Linked DNA regions of Mus musculus: region 1 is linked to region 2. Evidence: chromatin contacts called from public Hi-C data. All regions are on one chromosome and are shown on one strand. The core of a region is the stretch at or near the end of the contact, and the rest is flanking DNA. Distances in the headings are between cores, read along the strand shown. Region 1 has its middle 10 kb from the start of Gm30178. Region 2 has its middle 54 kb from the start of Sod3.

Region 1 (5,392 bases), core at 1,888-4,387, 320 kb after region 2:
ACCAGTGAGTTTTACTGAGGTTACAGGAATATAGGTGATGGGGTATTTACAGAAGCAGAGATGACTCAAAGACAGCTACCTCAACAAAGCCACCCTAGCATGGGTGACCACTCACAATAGCTAAATACCTGGACTACACTGTACAGACTATAGGCAGTTCAATAGATGTCGCTTCCTATTCCAACCAGCAGAAAAGAGCGATGACACTACGTTCTTCTCAAAGCAGTTCATTCAGGAACATTTCAACATGCAAGCAGGAATCTCTCTATCATGCAAACAGGAATCTCTCTTCAAGCAGGAATCTCTCTATCCTCCAATCGCAATCCCTTATACAACCCCTCAACCACACCCCATCAGCCCAGTCTGAGTAAATCTCAGTTCATTGGCTTCCGTCAAATGGCCTGATCTTGCATCATGGTGCGCCTGCGCAGCTCTCACGATGGACGTGGCTTATTTTCGGGTATATGAGGAAGTCAGGTGCAAGTCATAAGACTTGGCTGCAGTCTCGGGCGCCATCTTGGGACTACCGCCACACCTGCTCCCCACAAATAGACTGGAGAAAGTCCTTTCAGGCAGCTCAGTTGGTCAGTGCCCCTTCTGGTTCAGCTCAACTAGACCCTATCTCTTCCAGGTTGCTTGGCTAGTCTTTGCGATTGCGATCATTGCAGTCCACCCATGAGGGGCTAAGCATTCAAACATATGAGCAGGTGAAGGCCATTCTCATTTAAACCACCACAGGAAGTGACTTGAAGCAGTCTTTACTAATCTACTTTGAGGGAAACTAGTGAATCTGGTCAGTTTCAGGGACTTCCTGAAGCTATTTTTGGTGTTGTTTGCTTCCTATTTTACCAGAGCTTTCCTGCAGGATGGAGTGCTTCACTTTCCCCTCCTAGAATGTCGTGTTGTTTCACTTCCTTATAAATACCCTGTCCTAAAATAGCCTGTCATTTAACTTTCCCTTTATATCCTGTCTTAAGAAGTTTCCCTCCACAATGGAAGGTTTTTTAACGTTAGAGGAAACTGCTATAACGAGACTTCTTTCAGCATCAATGTCTAAAGTTTCACTGGGATGTCCTGGGTTCCTTCATCTCTAGATTGTGACTCTCTCAGATGGTTACAGCAGGGTGGCCTCAAATCTGCCACCACCACATCTTCAGACAATACTGCCCCAAAGCACCAGATCTTAACCCTGAATTCCAATATTTCTAAGAGAAACTCCAAGGCCAGAGTCAGCCTGAGACCAGGGCTCACTACTCACGGTATGAAAGGGGTTTGTGCCCATTGGGAATCACAGTAAAAACTCGTTAGCCTCTAGTAATGCTGGGATACAAGGTAGAAGTGGGTACCTTCAAGAGGAGCTGTTGCCTGGGAGTGTACTCTTTAGAGGTCTCTAGACCTGGGTGAGTGAACACAAATGCAAGCTACATGCTGCGTCTCTTGTACATGCTTTTCATCCTGGATAGAAGTGCCAAGTGATGCTGGTGCTATGCTTATTCTTAAGATATCCCCATCTTTAGTACTGGACCAAACTATTTCTAATGAATTACCCAGTCTTGGCTATTTCTTTATAGCAAGAGAAAACAGGATAGCACAGCCTCTACCCAACATCTCTGCAAAATTAAGGTGGTACTTGAAGCCCAGCCCACCACAGGTCACAAGATGTCAGGAGATGCCAGTGTGGGAGGCACCTTTATAATTGGAAAAGAAAGAAGCCAGTCGGAAGAGGTGAGGTGAGCGAGTGCTGCCCTGCTCTGTATGATATGTCAGTAAAACAGACTGTGGCAGAGGAGACTGTCAACGAGACAGGACAGAGAACCACCTAGGAGACAACCTTCTAAACATGACTATGAGGAAGTTTCGAGGTTAGGTTGAGATGGGAAGACCCTTCCTAATACATTCCATGGGCTGTGGGCCCCAAACGGAAGGAAAAGAAACAGCTAGCTAGCTGCATTAGTTACTTCCCTGTAGCTGTTACAAAACACCATGACCAGGGCGATTTATAGAAGGAAGAGTTTATTTGGGCTTCTAGTGCCACAGGGATAGAGTCCATGATGGCAGAGCAAAGGCCTGAAGCGGGGGAGGGGGTTGGGGTGGGGGTGGGAGCTCACTTCTGGCACCACAAGCAAAGGACAAACTAGAAATAGTACAAGTCTTTATGCTCTCAAAACCCATACCCAAGGACACACTTTTCCCTAGCAAGGTCACAGTCCTAAACCTATCTGAACTGTGCCACCAACTGGGGACCAACTGAACAGTGCCACCAATGGGGGACCAAGTATCCAAGCACTCTAGACAAAGGGAAACATCCCATTTAAACAACAGAGGGTGAGCGCCGGCACTCACCTCCATTCTCCCTCCACTAAGCACTGCTTCATCAACGCTGACTCTTGGGATCAATGTCCCAACCCAGAAGTGACCTGGAGTGTGTTCTCAACCTTGGCTCTCTTTCAGGGGATGGGCTTCCTCCCTCAGGTGATTTTTTAAATTTCTTAAAGCAGAGCTGGATTTATTAAGATATTTTAATACAGATTCAAGTATCAGGTTAACAGAGAGAGGGGTGCTGAGCAGGGAGTGAGGGGAGTATAAAACACCCCCCCCCAAGTATGGGTGTGGGTTTCTCAATGGAGACTTACTCCTGGGGTGACCTTAAGGGACTAGGAAGGGTCTCTGACTCGTCACCCTGCTCTTTCTGCTCAGATTCACAACATGTCATTCTGTTGTTTCAAACCTGGTGAAGGTGACTTCCAGAGTTAGCTTTGATGTCATAGCTTCTAGCGACAGTGGGGAGAATAGAACTGCTGAGATCCCACAAAATGGAGTGAAGGAGCGAACCACAAGAAGGCAGCAATCTGAGGAACAGGTGGGAGTGGGAGGTGGCAGCTGGTGTAGAGGGCGCTGCCATGCTTGAAGATGTTCGAGATGTGAAGCACACCCCACGTCCCCAGGTGTGTTTGGGGTGGGATCAGTTTGCAAGGAGTTAGGGGGAGGTATCTCCAAAACTTACAAGTCACATGTCATGGGGACAGGTTTGGATCCTGTGAGGGGGAAGTCACAGATGCTGCTGTGAACTCCCCTCCTCACAGGGGAGGCTGCGGTGGCACCTTCCCTCCTTGATATGTATGTAGTCTGAAGGACAGCGACAGAGGTGCTCTGCTCCCCTCCCCCACGCGCCCCCTGCTGGCATCACGGATGTCTGACACTCTGCTGATCTTTTAAAAGTGAAACAGACAAAGCTGTGTGCCCAATTGGATGTTTCTCCCCACCATCTGCGTGGCAATACAAGTTCAGGTTGTAATGGCATCCACTCTCCGTCAGTATTAGGGAACCATTTAAACATCCAGAGCCATTCACTGATTATAAACACAGTGGGAAAAAAAAAAAAAAAACAAAAAGAAAGCAGCAAGTGGCATGTGTCCCCACACCTGCTGCCTCCCTGCGTCAGTCAATTTCATGCCTAGGAAGCTCCGGACTCTGTGGGGATGCTCTATGCGCAGTGTGGTTGGTTATGAGTTCTACTTTATTTCCCTTTTTCTCCCCCGTAGGGACTGGCGCGGAAACCAACTTGGCCCCAAAACCCAGTGGCTGCAAATAGATGGAAATAAACAGAAAATAGACAATGATCATAAATGCACACCAAAAATGCTGATTTCCCAGTGTTAAAAGGTCCATTTGCTTTGCATTAGTAAATAAAAGCGGGCACATTTTCCACTGGGCTTCAACAACAGCAGAAGTCATTGTTCAAAAGGCTTCTGTCCTGTCCCCTTCCCCCCTCCCAGGGTATCCGGTCCCCTAGGAAGAGGTGAGTCTCCAGGCAAGTGGACGGTGATGGCATCGAGTGGGGACAGCAGAAGCTGAAGAACACATAGAAGGATGCAGTTCACAGGAAAGGAAAGGCCAAGGCCAGAAAGGTGTTCTGGGTTTCTGCGCCCTCTCAGGCCCCAGACATGACCCATGAGTAGCCCCAGCCTTCAGGACCAGCCTCTGTTCGAACCTCTCACATAGGCAGCTTTGAAGAGTTCTCTACATCTGGTTTCTTACCTGGGGAATTCCAGGAGGCTCACAGATACCCAAGGATCCTGAATTTTGTCCAGGCAAACTCTTCCAAAGGGAGGTTCTGATTGTGTTTGCTTCTGCTCTTATTCTTCCTCGCTCTGTGCATGTGTAGCTGGTGCATGTAGAAGTCAGAAGACAACTGTTGGGATCATTCCGACCTACCAGTCCACTTCCTTTGACATGGGGGTATCCCACTGCACCGGGGACTCAGCAAGTGGACTATAGTGGCTAGCCAGCAAGCCTCAGGGAGCCTCCTGTCTCTGGCTTCCCAGTGCTGGGTTACAAGCACGTGCTTCCACACTCAGCGTTTCCTGTGGATCCTAGAGACTGAACTCCAGTACTCTGGCTTCCGTCCCATAGGTCAGGTTATGAGCAAGTTGTTTGAAGAGAGTGGAGAATATCATCAGCTTTGGTCTGATCAGAAGCTACAAGCTCCTCTCTCTCTCTCTCTCTCTCTCTCTCTCTCTCTCTCTCTCTCTCTCTCTCGCTCTCTCTCTCTCTCTCCTATCTCTCTATTTGACCAGGAGACATCAGGAAGGGTTCTTTCCGCAGGCCAGCCCACTCCCTCCTCTCATGTTTCCCAGGCATAGCTTTTTGCCTCTCTTCCCCTCTGAACAACTAACTGTTAAGATATAGAGGTTCCACTGCCCGTGAAGCCTGACATAGCGCCATTCACCTTCCACACATTTCAGAACAAAGGTTATCTCTGTAGCTAGGACAACTGCTACCACACAACCCTACAGAGATCCTATTAGAACTGACATTGGAAGTCTACGATTATCCAAGAGCTTGGGGTCCAAGTTCATGGACCTGAACAGAATGGGGTGCAGAATGAATTCAAGTTTAGCCTGGGCAACTTAGCAGACCCTGTCTCAAAATCACAAGAGGGCTGGGGGGGGGGGGATATCTCAGTAATCGAGCATGTATTAAGTGCACACAAGACCTTAGGTTCAGCCTCTGGGGGTGGGGGCCCAGTATTCCCTCACCTGGGGGCCATGTCTGATTGGGTCTGAGCCCCACCCACAAATATCTCCAATGTACTCTGCAACCAGAGGTGTGGTTAGTGAGACCAGTGAAACAAGGTGGAACTTGGTAGGCGTCAATTACACAGGCAGGAAGTGCGGCTGGGCACTTGGAGCAGCAGGCACTAGATGGCTTTCTGGGAGATTTTGAAAGTTTCTATGCTAAAGTTTGGCTTTTTTTTTTTTAAGCCTATTCTTCAGGAACATCTGATAAACTCTCCCCAACTAAGACGTCCTTAACTGATAAGAATAAGCAGTTATCTGTTTCCGGAGGCATCTGTGTTTTTAACAGCACCAAAAGGAAAAAAAAAAAAAAA
Region 2 (5,470 bases), core at 1,979-4,478:
CAAAGCCCTTCATCAACAGGCTTTATGCGACCCTCCTATTTCCCCTGTGCTGCCCAAGGGCAGACACACTTACTGTGAATTGGAACTGAGGAAGCTTGTGCCTCTCTAGGTTCTGCCGAAAGCCACATCCTAACAGAAGAGCAGTAGGGATTTGAACCTGGGATTTCAGCTTCTAGCAGGGAACGTTTCTCGTCATGCCTCCTCCTTGTGACTCCGTTAGGTTCTGAGAGGTTACACGGGTGGTTGTGGTTTTTTGCAGTGGTGTTAGGCTGTTTTGGTCTTTAAAAACATCTTTTGGAGATTGTTTTTCAATGTTTAATTTGGTGCACCAGTGTGCGTGTGTGCATGCATGTGAGTGTTTGCATACCACGGTGCATCTGAGATCAGAGAACAATTTAGGTCTTCTTGTTTCCTACATGAGTTCTGGCGATAGAACTCGGGTCTCCACACTTGGTGACAAGGACCCTTACCCACTAAGCCACCTCAAGGGCCTACCAGGAGAGGGCTTAATAGTGTACAGTTAATTTAGGACTTATTCTGCACTCATTGTCTTGGCAAGGCAGATTTCCCCTACAGTAAGAGAAGGTTAATTTTATGTGTCATCTTGTCAAGGCCGCGGTGCCAGCTGTTCCGTCAATTACCGGTGCAGATGTTGCAGTGATAGTGCCTATTATCTGGGATTAACATTTAAATCAGCAGACTTTCAGCCTTTCCTAATCTCAGGCTAATCAGTGGAAAGCCTTAAGGAAAAAAAGATGAGGGTGTGGGGAGGAGACTCAGTCGGTCCCACACATGTCCTGTTGTTTGTTAGTTACCTTCTTCATGTGACAAAAATATCTGACCAAACAACAAAAGAGGGAAAGCTTTCTTTTGGCTTCCAGGTTCCTAGGGGTCTACATGGAGGGAATGGTAGCAGGAGTAGGAGCCTGGTCGGTTGTGTTGCATCAGAGGTCAGGAAGCAGAGCATGAATAGGGGGTCAGGACTGTAAAAGCTCAGAGACCACTCCTACCCACCCACTTTCTAAGTAAGGCTTTTCCTAAAGGTTCCACCACCTTCTCAACTAGCACCACCAACTGAGCACCAAGTGCTCACGAGACAGAAACACACGAGCCTGTGGTGGACATTTTACACCCAACCCCAATGCCACACAAGCATGGAAACTTGAGTTTGAACCATGCCAAGAGTCTGTAGCCCTAGAATAAAGGAAGGAGCAACAGGAAGGCCAGCCAGTCTAGCTGAATCCAGGAGCTGCAGGTTCAGCCAGAGAACTTTTCTTTAAAAAGTGAGGTGGAGATAAATGAGGAAGACTTGATGTCTGGCTTTTGCACATGTGCACACACACATGTATATCTCTCATACACATGTGGACACACCTACAAAAAGCATGTATACATCACACATACAAATAGAGAGAAGGGGGAGAGGCATGTACACATGTACACCTTTCATACACATGTGGACACACCAACACAAAACATGTATGCATGTATATATCACACATGCACACATACAAACAGAAAGGGGAAGAGGGGAGAGAGAGAGAGAGAGAGAGAGAGAGAGAGAGAGAGAGAGAGAGCACTCTTCAGAGGTGAAGGAATTCTCCCTTCAGACAGACTTTGGATCCAAGAGTAGGATGAGTTATTGGCTAAATTTTCACCTGGCTGGTCAGTCGTCAGTATTTTACACTCACTGACCCCCACAATTCTGTTGGCCAATTCCTTAAAGTGAATCTTTCTTTGTGGATCTGTGTCATTTGTAATAGCAAACATACACGTGTCCTATTGATGTTTCCCTGGAGAATGCTGACTAAGGTCTTCTCTGATGCCTTCCTGGTAGATAATGAAAGTGATAACGAAGTAGAGTTGGTGCTGGTGTCCGAGTGATGTGCCAACTGCCTGATAGACACTACCCTTGACTGTGTCTCGTGTAATGAGACTCACTACATACACACTACGCTGTATGGAGAGCTTTGTTCCTTGTCATACAAATGAGGAAATTGTGGTGTGCTAATTACCAACATGGGAAAGCTTTTAGTAAGGGACAGGGAATGTGGCCAGGTTTCCAGTCCTAAGCTAGACCAAACATTTCTAGATCTCCTGTGGCCATCCATCTTGTGAGCAGCCAGAGAGCTCATTGTGGCAAAGATTCCATAGCTGGTCACAGTTTTCAGATATGATATAGTCTCTGGATAGAAACAAGTCCACAGATCGAGTACTATTTGGGCATATGTAATAGAATGCTTTGATGTAGGATGAAGATAACCATTCTGATTTTTTTTTTAACTTCTTTTCTAAGTCTGTCCACAGTGATTCCAATATCTATCACCAGGGATCTAAAAAATTAGATAAGAAGGTGCAGCTTTCATGTATGGGTGAAGACAAAGGTCTGTCTCTTTCCATTTGGTTTTAGTTTGGGAGGTGTTTGGGGCACGGGGTGTTGCTGATACAGGAGAGATGGTAACAAATGACCCAGAGCCAGTGCTTTCTCTTTGCATGCCTTGTGTCCTTGGCACACTGATGCTCCTGAGAGATGAAAGAAGACAGGTGAGCTTGTGAGCACGTGCCTGCCACCTGTCCCAGGGCAGTGCTTGAGCTAGGTGTCACTTGTCCCACCTGTCACGCTACACATGCACAACTATGTGAAACCTTGAAAAGAATCAGCTGTCTGTCTTTCTCTTGCAGGGAGAAGCACCATGGTTTGTCCTGCACGGAGACTCCAGGTAAGCCTTGGAAATGAAAGGTACTGTCGGAGCACCTTCTTTGCATGCTGCTATTTTTCAGCTTCCCTCCCCTTTGCAGGGTGGCAGAGTTGCTGCGGATGGATAGAGTAAAGTCGTGGGTAGGTCACCTCTACTGGGCTGTCCAAAACCAGTGACATGCAAGACAAAGCAATTGCTCACTACCACTCTGATGGAGTGCCAGGGTTTTCTGCAATTACCTTAATCCTTTCCTCCTGGCGTGAATGTTACAGGAAAGCCACTGCCAGTCATTATCCCCCCGAACCCTCTCTAATCTCTGTCCACACAGCGACATGGGCAGATGCTTTGCTGCCTGCCATGTTGCCTGCCTCTCTGAGCCCAGTGTCACTGTGAGGCCAGCTGTGGATGACAGATTGCTAAATCTGGCCTCCTAGAGGCTGAAAATTCTGCGATGAAGTATTGCTGGCTGCTCCAGTCACTCTATGGGCCTGCGGCCTGGTTTTAGGCAGGCCCAGAAAGTTCTGGAAGGTTGCCGCATGACTCAGGCAATCTCTTGCAGAGAAGGTCCCCCCTCCATCTCTGGCAGAGCCTGTTGTTGAGAGCTTGTCTTGTTTAGGATTTAGATTTGGGCATTCACCCAGGAAAAGCCCATCTCTTCCAGCCGAGAGTCACCAGCTACCAAAGCTAACATAGTAAAGAAAGGATTATTTTGGTCCTGCTTATTGTCTGAACACCCTGGGGCCAATTTGTTTGTACCCAAATGTTCCATTGTTTCTTTTATTTCTACCCTGCCCGCTCTTGTGTCACTTCTGTGAGGCTGTTCATTTAGATCCAGGAATGGTAGACATTAGTCAGCCTCTGCCTGTATGTGTAACCTCAGGACCACAGCAGTTTCCTTGTACGTTAGTTAGTAAGTACGTCAATTTTCGTTTCTTTTTAGTTTAATGTTTATTTGATTTTCAAAGTGTGTGTGTGTGTGAGAGAGAGAGATAGAGATAGAGAGAGAGATAGAGAGAGAGAGAGGAGGGGGGAGATTTGTGTGTGCATGTCTCTGGAGGCCAGAAGAGGGCGTTAGATCTAGAGCTTGAGTTACAGACGGTTGTGAACATGGCAGCTGGAAGCTCTTGCTCTTGGCCAGAAAACCCGAGCAGTCATAGTCACTGGTCGTGTCTCCAGGCCCAGAAATAACAGGTTGTTGTTTTGCAAGGTCTTTGTGAGGATCAAGAGGATGGTGTGGTGGGTAGTATTGGTTGTCAGTTTACAGGATCTAGTATCACCTAGAAGACAAAGTACTGTGAGGGACTTTTAAGGTAACATTAACTGAGGTAGGAAGATCCGCTCTCACTGTGGGCAGCACTACGCCATGGGCCGGGAAAGAGTGATCTCCAGCAGGCTATGCTTCCTAACTCCGCTGCAGTGTGAGCAGCTGCCTAGAGCTCCTGATGTCTATGACTCCTCGGCCATGAAGGACTGAATGCGCCAAGTGAGTTAACACAAACTTGTCCTTCAGGCTGCTTCTGTCTGGTGTTGTGTTGTGGACGTGAGAAAATTAGCTAATCAGATGGGGATGACAATGTGCTTAGTATACCATGGGTGCTTAATGGATGCGCTGTGGCAATGGGAGCGGCTACTCCTCATGGCACACCTGGCACACCTCTAGGGCTTTTGTTTTTCAAGGCAACTTCATGGAACACTTTTCTGTTTGACATTGAGGCATACACTAGAATTCCCATTTTTAACAAGGACATGGCAGATGTTAAGAAATGGTAAAACTATGGCCTATGGTCTAGTTTTTGGTCTACTATTTGTTTTTGTCAATAAAATTTTTAATTAGGGTTGTTTGTTTGTTTTCTTTTTGAGACAAAGTCTCACTATGTAGCTCTAGCTGGTTTGAACTTGCTATGTAGACCAGGCTGGCCTTGAATTTACAGAGATCCACCTACCTCTTTTTCCTTTATGTAAGAATTAAAGATGTGCACAGCCACACCTGGCCTATCTGTGAATATATTGGCTCACAACCATGGCCATTTGGTGCCATGTTGCTTGTGGCCTCTTGTCTTAGTTAGGGTTTTACTGCCATGAAGAGACACCATGATCAAGGCAAGTCTTATGCAGGACAACATTTATTTGGGGCTGGCTTGTAGGTTCAGAGGTTCAGTCCATTATCATCAAGGCAGGAACATGGCAGCATCCAGGCAGGCATGGTACAGGAGGAGCTGAGAATTCTACATCTTCATCTGAAGGCTGCTAGTGGAACACCGACTTCCAGGCAGCCAAGATGAGGGTCTTTTAGCCCACAGTGACACACCTACTCCAACAGGGCTACACCTACTTCAACAAGGCCATACCTGCTAATAGTGCCACTCCCTGGGCCGAGCATATACAAACCATAGCACCTCTCTTGTGCTGCAAAAGCCAAGTTGAGTTGTTGATGCTTTTGAAAGCTAAAATGTTTACTTTCTGCCCCTAAGCAGAGAATGTTTGGTATGGGTTCTCAGGGGTGGAGCCAGGATGCTCATATCTACTGAAGCCTTAGCTTGGGTTCACACTGGAGTCACACTTTTTCTTGATACGGAAAGGCATAGTGGAAACCCATAGGCAGGGAACTCTGAAGATGCTCCTTTGTGTATCTGAAAATCAATCTAAAGCCTGCCTTTGCATCCCTATTTATCTACAGCTCCCAACTCTGCAGGAACCTGCAACCTGGGCTGCTTCTTGTTTTTCTCCAGGCTAGTGTTCCTGGCTACTTACTGTGTACGGCTCTTTTGTCT

What was found. Hi-C and Micro-C count contacts between places; a contact is called where the count stands out from the background.
Region 1: a contact with region 2 is called in a Hi-C map of muscle stem cells, with 2.9 times the contacts expected there. The contact joins two enhancer-like sites.

What each region holds. Positions count from the first base shown.
Region 1 is chr5:52,631,099-52,636,490 of GRCm38.p6, forward strand. No RefSeq gene overlaps it. Among named protein-coding and RNA genes, the nearest start is that of Gm30178, 10 kb to the left of the region's middle. Within about 2 kb of position 3,138, at least 26 of the 459 cell types and tissues checked have an H3K27ac peak or open chromatin away from gene starts, as enhancers often do. A contact at or near this core is called in muscle stem cells, where this site is marked.
Region 2 is chr5:52,306,648-52,312,117 of GRCm38.p6, forward strand. No RefSeq gene overlaps it. Among named protein-coding and RNA genes, the nearest start is that of Sod3, 54 kb to the right of the region's middle. Within about 2 kb of position 3,229, at least 24 of the 459 cell types and tissues checked have an H3K27ac peak or open chromatin away from gene starts, as enhancers often do. A contact at or near this core is called in muscle stem cells, where this site is marked.